Regions from separate parts of the Mus musculus genome. Here region 2 is linked to region 1. A link is a contact called in public promoter capture Hi-C data. All regions are on one chromosome and are shown on one strand. Each heading gives the region's core, a stretch centred on a gene start, on an enhancer-like site or on the middle of the called end of the contact. The rest is flanking DNA. Distances are from core to core; before and after follow the strand shown.

The links. Promoter capture Hi-C pulls out the DNA fragments that hold promoters and counts their contacts.
Region 2: a promoter capture Hi-C map of hematopoietic stem and progenitor cells shows a contact between it and region 1, with 2.7 times the contacts expected there. The contact joins the enhancer-like site here to the promoter of Capn8 in region 1. A contact is called at or near these places in 20 of 39 promoter capture datasets (the 3T3-L1 cell line, 3T3-L1-derived adipocytes, the C10 cell line and 13 more), 8 of 484 Hi-C or Micro-C datasets (8-cell embryo, Sertoli cells, cerebellar granule neurons and 5 more), 3 of 115 datasets of contacts at active chromatin or transcription factors (embryonic basal ganglia and embryonic stem cells) and 3 of 9 other capture datasets (liver, macrophages and pancreatic islet).

Annotation. Positions count from the first base shown.
Region 1 is chr1:182,562,312-182,566,922 of GRCm38.p6, forward strand. It overlaps Capn8 (calpain 8), which reads left to right and starts at 2,696. Exons shown (of 21, transcript NM_130890.2): 1 at 2,696-2,986. The coding sequence starts at 2,750. Gm46248 (a long non-coding RNA gene) reads left to right here. Exons shown (of 4, transcript XR_001779884.1): 3 at 1,613-1,742; 4 at 1,837-2,170.
Region 2 is chr1:182,631,247-182,635,857 of GRCm38.p6, forward strand. It overlaps Capn8 (calpain 8), which reads left to right. Exons shown (of 21, transcript NM_130890.2): 21 at 838-1,106. The coding sequence ends at 861. Among named protein-coding and RNA genes, the nearest start is that of Capn8, 69 kb to the left of the region's middle. Within about 2 kb of position 2,700, at least 14 of the 459 cell types and tissues checked have an H3K27ac peak or open chromatin away from gene starts, as enhancers often do. A contact at or near this core is called in the HPC-7 cell line and hematopoietic stem and progenitor cells, where this site is marked.

The sequences.
Region 1 (4,611 bases), core at 1,446-3,945:
AAGAGGTGCTTTTATTAAGTAGGAGCTGCCAGGCAGGTGTCTGCACAGACTCCTTGCCTCTGTAATGGATCCCGAGGCTTCCTGGCAGGGAGCTGTCTCTGGCTCTTGCAGCTGTCTCAGGTTTAAAGTTGGGAAGACATCTGTCCAGATGGACAGAGACTGTGGGTACAGGTTGCTTCCTCTTTGGTGCCTGGCTGGATAACAGGTAGACATGTCGGCTCGAGAGGGGCTGCTGTGCCGGGCCTCCCTGAACCATTTACCTTTTTTTTTTTTTTTTTTTTTTTTCGTGACTGGGCAAATGAGGGCTCTATTTGCAGCGGCTCAGACCTGCCTGCCTGATGAGGAAGGGCTTCTTGGTATAGCATCTGGATCGGGAATGAGGCAATTTAGGAAGGGGTGGGGGGGGTGGTGGGAAGGAAGGATAGATGGCTAACCCCAGAGGAGCTCCCTCGTGGGGAAGTAGAATTACCAGCTGTGCAGCTTCTGTGCTTGGAAGAGGAAGGGCTTGCTCTTTTTTTTTTTTTTTTTTTTTTTGTCAGTCTGAGAGGGGGGCGGTGCTTCAGGGAAGCATAGGGAAGAAACACAGAGGAAAAACAAACGCTCCCATGAGTTCTTTATTAACTAACCAGTGACCCTGTCTGGGGCTACCAGGTCTGTAACATCCTGGGTCTATCTATTTATCTACTGGAAATCTATCTACTGGAAATCTAGATATGCGGTTGTTTCTTCATATAACAAATATTTACTGTGTTTCTGGGAGAGTCCTAGGAGCCGGGGACTGAGTGGCAAATAAAACTGGTCCCGATAAGTGTCCTTGTGGGACACAAAGCCTGATGGGGCCGAGAGGCTTTAACTCACTGAGGACAGGAGTCCGTGCTGGGCGAGGCTTTGCGTACTCATCTGATAGTGTGAAAGGAGGGAGGGGCTAAATTTGAGGGGTGGCCTTGGGGAAAAACTTCCGGGGCACAGGTCTGAAGGATGATCAGAGAGCAGAGCAGAAGAGTATTGCAGTTTGGCAGGAACAGCGCCTGCAAAGCCCTGAAGTGGGACAAACACGACATCCCCTAAACAGAAATCAATGCTCCATGGAGGAAGGAGAGACACGGGAACAGGTGGCAAAGTCAGCAGGACGGGTGTGCTCCGGCTCCCACTAGCCACGCAGAAGCCCGGCGTTCCTCTTAGCTTGCTGGGGATGGCCAGAAAACTGTGTTCAGAGCAACCACTGGTTCCTGTGACTCAGCACGAATCTCAGTTAACTAGGCAATAGGGTCAGGAATAAAAATGCCTCCTCCACCCAAATTAGGGCTTCAAGGCTTCTAGGATCTTCAGTGTTCCAGGCAACGTCAGGGGATGGGGTGGAGCTGGGGTTCTGGTTTAGAGGAAGGGTAGGTCAGCCTTGTGCAGGGTGGAAACTTAGCTGTGAACCCTCAGTGAGCCCAACACTGAGCGAGTGTTAACGCAAATAGAGGCGTTGAGGGAGTAATGGGGGCTCCTGAGGCACGGAGGAGCCAAAGCTTTCGTATAACTGCCTCCTGTCCTGGAAGGTCATGCTGACCTTGTATTTCTGGTGAATCACGGGAAACCCTGCTTTTGTCTGTTTCATGTCTGGCAGGTAAACATGCTCTCTCAGAAGCACCAAGCTCAGGGCTGAACACGTGGATGACCCTCAGCGGGAAGACCGGCAGCCTCAGAGGCTGTCTGGTTCAGAGACCAGTGTGAACCCGCTTTAGAATCATCTGCAGGTGAATGGTCTAAAGACTCTGATATGGGTCCTAGAGACTTAGCTCAGAACTGCTGAATCATGATTATTTTATATTCTGTTTTATTTCATTTTAGAGACAGGGTCTCACGTAACCCAGGTTGGATTTGAACTCACCATTTAGCCCACAGTGACCTCAGACTCCTTATTCTCTGGTCTCTACCTCTGAATGTAGATTGTCCTGCTTGTGCGGCAAGCCCTCGTATCCACTGAGGCATCTTACAGCCAGCCCCCAGAACACTCTTTGAGATGGTGGCGATTAATGCAGGTTACTAGGGAGACTGTGTTGTGGGTAAGTAGTTCAGAGAATTCTTGTCACACTGTACTGGCTGCCTGTGTCTTCTGTAACAAACGAACACAAGTGACTGAAAAGAGCAGAAGTTGGAGATGGAGCAATGGCTTAGGGTTTGAGAGAGCACTGGCTGTTCTTGCAAAGATCTGCGTTGGACTCCTAACACCCACATGGAAGCTAACAGTTGTCTGGAACTCCAGTTCTGGGGACTCTGGTGCCCTCTTCTGGCCTCCAAGGACAGATCACTTATGTAGTGCACAGGTGTACATGCAGGCAAGGCACCATGCTCGGTAAAAATGAAAGAGCAGAGGGTTAGTCTCTTTCTGTTCTGGGCACCCACAGACCTAAGTCATTTCCACTGGACTAAAACCAAGGCATGAGCAGGGCCTCTCCTTACAGAGTCTCTGGAGGAGAAATCACCCCAGCCTATCCAACTTGGAGACTCCTGATAGCCTCCATTGTGGTGTCCAAATAGTGAACAGCAGGAGAAGGTGGGGCAGAGTTGCCTGCACCTTGGATACATATTTGACTCTGTTTATGACTCATGTCCCTTTGGAACAGGGCCTCCCTCAGGTGCAAAGTTTACAGGCCACACCTCCTTGGGAGCTGCCTTAAAGGGCAGCATCCCCATAGGGCAGATGTCTGAGAGGACACAGAAGCCCTGCTTTCCTGTCACCTACAGGACGCACAGGCAGGCCATGGCAGCCCTGGCAGCTGGAATATCCAAGCAACGTGCAGCTGCTCAGGGCCTTGGCTCTAACCAGAATGCTGTGAAGTATCTGGGCCAGGACTTCGAGACCCTGAGAAAGCAATGCTTGAACTCAGGGGTCCTATTTAAAGACCCGGAATTCCCGGCATGTCCGTCAGCTTTGGGCTACAGGGATCTTGGACCAGGCTCTGCAGAAACTCAAGGCATCATATGGAAGCGACCCACGGTAAGGCAATAGGGAAGTGACCATGGCAAGGCACAATTGAGTGTCACACAGGGTACAGAGTTGTCACATCAGGTCAAGAGTTGAAGTAAGTAACAGTGCAGGGTTCTGTTTTCAGATCCTATAGTTCTGATATCCGCCTTACTTCCTAACATTATTTCTAAGGAAGAACACACACAAGCTTTAGAGCTGGACAAGTCAGACCTCATGAGTGGCTCTGCTGATGTGGCCTTGGCTCTGCTGATGTGGCCTTGAGCGACAGCTCTCTGAGCTTCAGTTTTTCCACCCTAAAAATAGTGCGGCTGGAACCATTGTATTTCAGTGTGGTTAGGAGAATGAGAAATAAATCTCAGGGTGTAATTGTCCTGCGTGTAAGAGACACAGAACACAGGGTACTTAGCACTGCACAGTGCCCCCGGGCCAGCACACAGGGGAACAAACCAAGGTTAGACACAGTCAGCTAGGGGCAAACTGTGATAGCATCGCTGCTGAGGGACATGGGTTACTGAAGGTCATAGAAGGTTCCACCAAGGCTGGAGAGAAGAGAGAGGTGGAGGCCATCCTAAAGTTGGTGGGTGTGGTCACACTGTGGTCTTGATGTACATGTCCCTGATGATAATGGATGCTGTGCTTTCTATATCATGGGTGCATCCTCTAGAGGGACAACTGTTTAAAACCTTTGCTCATTTCTCAATGGTTCTGCTTGCTTTTTTGTTTGACTTTGCACTTTTGAGGATAACCCTTTCTTTACTTTGGGAGCATATATGTGTATATATATATATATATATATATATATATGTGTGTGTGTGTGTGTGTGTGTGTGTGTATATATATATATTGCATCTAATAATCCTGGACATTAAGGTGTTTGCTTCATTTGCTCTTCTGCATCCTGATAGCCCTTTATTTTTACACACATACAAGAGAAAATATGTGATATTTATCTCTGTGAATTGGGTTCACTTCAGGTAAAATGGTGATTTTTTTTTTTTGCTTCTGTCCATTTTCCTATAAATGACATGATTTTCTTCTTTATAGTGAACAATACTGCACACACACATATAGCCCCACATAACTATATATTTTTTTATTTATTCATCTGTGGATAGGTACCCGGTTGACTCCATACCATGGCTATTGTCAGTAGAGCTACAATAAACATGGGTGCACAAGTGTCACTATTGTAGCTGACTGTGATTCTTTTGGATCTACACCCGGGGGGAGTATGACTGCTTCTGCTTGTTCTTATGCTTCTAAGTAGAAGGTCTACCTAGGCTCTTGTCTCAAGGAACGGAAGACACATTTGTCTACGTGAAGGTTGCCAGATCACACTTGGATTCTCAAGATGAACGCTCTGTTGGGAGGTTGAAATCCCTTAGGGTTTTTCTGTTTACATGGGTGAAATGCGGCAACTCTACCCCAGAGACAGCAGCTGGTTGCGCTGATCTCCAGTGCTCTTAGCTCCTTGTCTCACCGTGTGGGCTCAGCATCTATCCCAAGCTCCTGTGATGTATGTAATGCCCCGTGTAAATGGACTTAGCGCAGCCTGGTCAATATTTTTTTTCTTCTGCCAGAAGTATCCTTTCCCTCGACTTGGCAATTGAGCAGCATATTGATCTTAAGGAGAA
Region 2 (4,611 bases), core at 1,450-3,949, 69 kb after region 1:
CTTTTTATTTTCTTGTTAATGGGAATGCTAATGATTACTTCCTAAGATCAAAAGAAAGCTTTCCTTAAAACATATCTGTGGATTCCTGTGGATACCTGGGAATTAGTGTAGGACACAAATGAAGTGTACATGCAGGAGTATACATACATACATATAAGAATATATATGTATATATGTGAAATACAGATATACATGCAGGAATATATACACACATATGGAATGCATATACATATATATAATATAGGTATAAATTTAGGAATATATTCTCATATGTAAAAATATAGAGACGTAGTATAGAAGATGTCTGTAAAAAAATATATATATATATACATATATATGTATATGTGTGTGTGTGTGTGAATATAGTTGTCCTTTATGAGGCTTTAGTTCCAGAACCTTCCTACGGCATCTGGTTGCATCAGACCTTTGTATAAAATGGCATACTATTTGCTTGCACACTCTAAATCCTCTCTGGAGGATTTATTGGTGATGCCTAATACAATAAACAGAATGCCTAAGACGCCGAGCCTGGGTAAAGAACTGTCTCTCTGCATTATTTAGGGAGTGAATGACAAGGCAAGAAATTTGTTCATATTCAACACGGGTGTAGTTCTTTTTCTGGAGACTTTTAATCCGCCCTTGGTTAAATCACAGGTGTGTAACTTGTGGTCCACTATTCATCGACACACCTACTTTCGGAGGCCCCTTTGGGCGCAGAGTCTTTTCTAAGTGGCATTTTCTGTGACAAGTGGTGACCTATGAGGCAGGAGGGCTTCTGTGGCCAAAGCCCACACACTCCCTAGAACCCGTGCACTAAGTGTGTCTCTTCTTTTGCAGTGGCTGTGCTGTGCACTGGTCTGACCCTCTGGACATCAACAACTTCCCTGCTTCCAACCTGTCTCTTTGCAATCTTATGAACGTGTATCCTCAAGTGTCATTTACTGACTGTTGTATTGTCCAGCCAATCACTGATCCCGAGACACTGGCTTTTCCCGATAGAGCAGGCTGGGGAGCCCCATATCCTCAGTAGCACCGAGCTACGAGCTATTTGAGCTGATCCCAGGGCCCAGCAGAAGGAAAGCAATCAATTAAAGTTGTGGGCCAGGATGGTTTCTGCCTTCCTCTGGAGATATACCATGTGAAGACAACCTGGGCTTCAATGCTATGGGAAAAGACTTGGCTTGAAGCTCCTGCTGGAAGCAAGACTGCTTCTGAGGGCTCTTGGGAGAAGGGCAGAGTTTCAGTAACGTGGAGAAAGGGCACAGGCCAGGAGTAGGGGAGATGAGAACTGCCCTCCTTAGAGACAGGGAATGTAGTCAGCTGATAAGCAGCTGGAGGACTGATGCAGTTCAGGTGAGTTTTGCCTACTTGTGAACACAGGGCTTTCTGCTGCTGGTGAGAAAATTGAGACCACAGCTGTAGCATCTCTGCGTGTACACAGATTCATTAGCTATTGCTGTGACAAAACACCTTGAGCAGGGTAACTTAGAGAACAATGAGCTTATCTGGGTTCATGGCTCCAGAGCAGAGAGTGAAGTGATGCTGTCAGAAGCAGGAAGCCGAGGGTTTTCATCTTGAACCACAAGCAGTTTAAGTTCTGGAAGCCCACCCCCAGGGACATACTTTCTCCAGAAAGGCCATACCCCCCTAACCCACCAGGGACTAAGTATTCAAATGCCTGCGACTACTGAGAGCATCTCATTCAAGTGGCCACCACAGGAGAGCACTGTGTCTCAATACCACCTTCAAAACAAAGTATAAGGGAGCTGGTACCCTGACTCCTGTATTAGCCTGACTGAGGACTAGTTTTCTGTTTTAGCAGAAGAGTCTGATGAGTGTTGTTTGTAGGAGTTTGACCAGAAAGCATGGTGATTCACCAGAAGGCTTTCAACTGACTTCAGATCTCCTAGATTCAGTAGGGGGAGCAGCAGCGCTAGTTGCTTCTCACTGTGACAAAATGATACAATGTGACGGGATGGAGGCAACTCAAGCGAGGACCGTTTATTCTGGCTCACCCTTTTCCGAAGTTTTAGACCCCCAGGAGTGAGGGCATAGAGAGTCCATGACAGTGGGAGCAGAGGACTTAGCTCCATACAGCGGTAGACAAGGAGCCCAGCACGCCAGCCAGTACCCGAAGTGGGTGGACCATCCCTACTGTCTCGCATCCACAAGCTCATCCACCTCAGAAAAGTCCCATAGCCTTCCTCACAATACTTCCACAAGCTGCAGCCTGGACATTCAAACCATGACCTTTTGGGGACATTTTACCTTCAAGTAAAAATATTCTGCCCCTGCTCCGTGAAGCACAGGCCATCTCAGGACACAAAAGACGTTCAGTCCAGTTTCAAAAGTTCCCATAGTTGCAACAGTCCCAACCCTGTCGGAAAGTTTAACATTTCTTCTGAGACTTGAGGCAAACTCTTAACTGTGAGCATCTACAAAAATAAACAGGTTAGATACTTTCCGTACAGAGTGGTACAGAGGGAGGGATGAGACGCCAGTAAGGAGAGATTAGACCAAAGCCAAGCATGGAAACAGTAAATTACATAGGTCCGTGTCTAGCAAATGGGGCTTATGATGACATCATCTGAGCTTCAAGGGACTGGGGTGGCCCCTCCTCTTCCGTCCCTGCTGCCTGAGTACTCATGGCGTATGGGAGACCAGAACTTCCTTCCTTAGAGACTAGGAATGCTCTTAGCTGATAAGCAGCTAAGAGAGCTAATGTGGGTCAGGTGAGTTTTACTTACAAGTGAACACCGGGCTGTGTGCTGCTGGTGAGAAAATTGAGGGCCACCTCCAATTACTGCCTATAGCTTTTATCAGCAGATGTCACCTGCTCTTGGTGTTTTCAGTATCCTGAAGTCGGCACTGAAACTTGGGCCCCACCTCAACAGCCTCGTCAGGAGGTCCTGTGGGGAGCCCAACGCTGCTACCCGTTTCCTGGTCTTAGGCTTTTCTCTGGCATCTCATAGCAAAGCATTCCATCGCTAAGATTATACTTTTTGTGCTTGAAAACTCAGCGCCATGCAGACGCAGATGACACTGATTTCTGCTTCCAACTCAGGATATAGCCAGGATTCTAATGACCATGGCTGCGGTGGCTTCTGCATACCCAAAAGGCTTAGCCTGGGGAAGTAATTCCTGAGTACCCCTTTAGGCACTCCTTTATAGGAACTCTCATTTTAAATAAAGGTCTTTCAAATGAGTTTATACCCTGCAGTCTTCAATAGGTGGGCTCTTTGCCTAGAGGCCTGTCTGCCACACACCCCCTCCTCATCTCTTCAACTATGGCAAAGCACTCAATTTGACTTTAACAACTACTGTGACTTTGCCTGTAATGTTCACTCACATGGTTCACTACGTTAACAATAGTCAGACTCATTTTCTGAATGATTTACACACTCTTCTACTCAAGTCTTTGCTTTCGGTGGCTCCACACTGTAAATTTGGTTAAAAACAGCCAGTGATAACCATGCCACAGCCTGGGTGTCATACTGTCTTGAAATTTCCTCTACCAGATGAACTAGTCCTTAAAGACCTGAGTGAAATCAATGCAGGTTCTTGGTCAGGGTGTACCATGAACGACCTTGAGTCCTGCTTCCAAATAAGGTCTTCATATCTGTCAGGAGCATTACAAGCACAGCCCTTACTGTCCATGGTCCTATTACCATTCTGATCTTCTGCCCTCCCACCAGAACCTACCATTGGGCAGAATTCACACTATCCTAGTTACTCTCTAGCCTGCAGTTCTAAAATCTTTCAAATGCCTCCTGCAAACCAGTTCCAACAGCCTGAGAATCACATGGTCAAACTTATCACAGCAGTGGCCAGCCCCAGACTCTAACAATAACTTAAAGAGAAAAGGTCTATTTTGGCTTATGATCCCAGGACTTCCATTCCATCCTTGTGAGTAAGACATTGCAGAGTTTACAGAGATGAGAATGTATGGCCTTGGTTCTTCACATCAGTCTCAGACAAGAAACAGGACAAAATGGCTGGACCCAGAAGCACATAGCCTTCAAAGGTTTGCCCAAAGTGTCCCTTTAGCCTAGCCGGGACCCACATCCTAAAGGTTCCACGGCTCTCAAAACAGTGTTACAGATTTGATGGTACAGGCCTGAAATCCCCACTACTCAGGTGATGAGGCAGGCAAACGGAGAGCTCAAGGCCTATGTGGGCTACAGAATGAGTTCAAGGCCAGCCTGGAAAACTTAATGTGACAATCTCAAAAAGTCAGAAGGCCCCTGAGATGATGGCTCGTGCTGCTTAGCATGTAGGGAAGGCCTGGATTCAATCCCTAGCCCTGAAAGGAAGGGGAAGGGGAAGAGCATGAGGTGTGGCTGAATGTCCAAACATGAACCTGTGCTCCAAACACACATCTGTTTTGCTGTCTGTGGCTTTGATAAACATCATTACCAAAAGCAACCTGGGGAGAGAGGGTGTTATTTCAGCTTGCAGGTTGCAGACCATCGTCAGGATAAGCGAAGGTGCTACCCCTGTGCTGGGTTATTTATACCTGGCTAAGCAAGCCATGGAAGACAAGGCAGTCAGCAATGTCCCTCTATAGCTCATGCTTGCATTCCTGCTCTGACTTCCCTTTGGGATCCACTC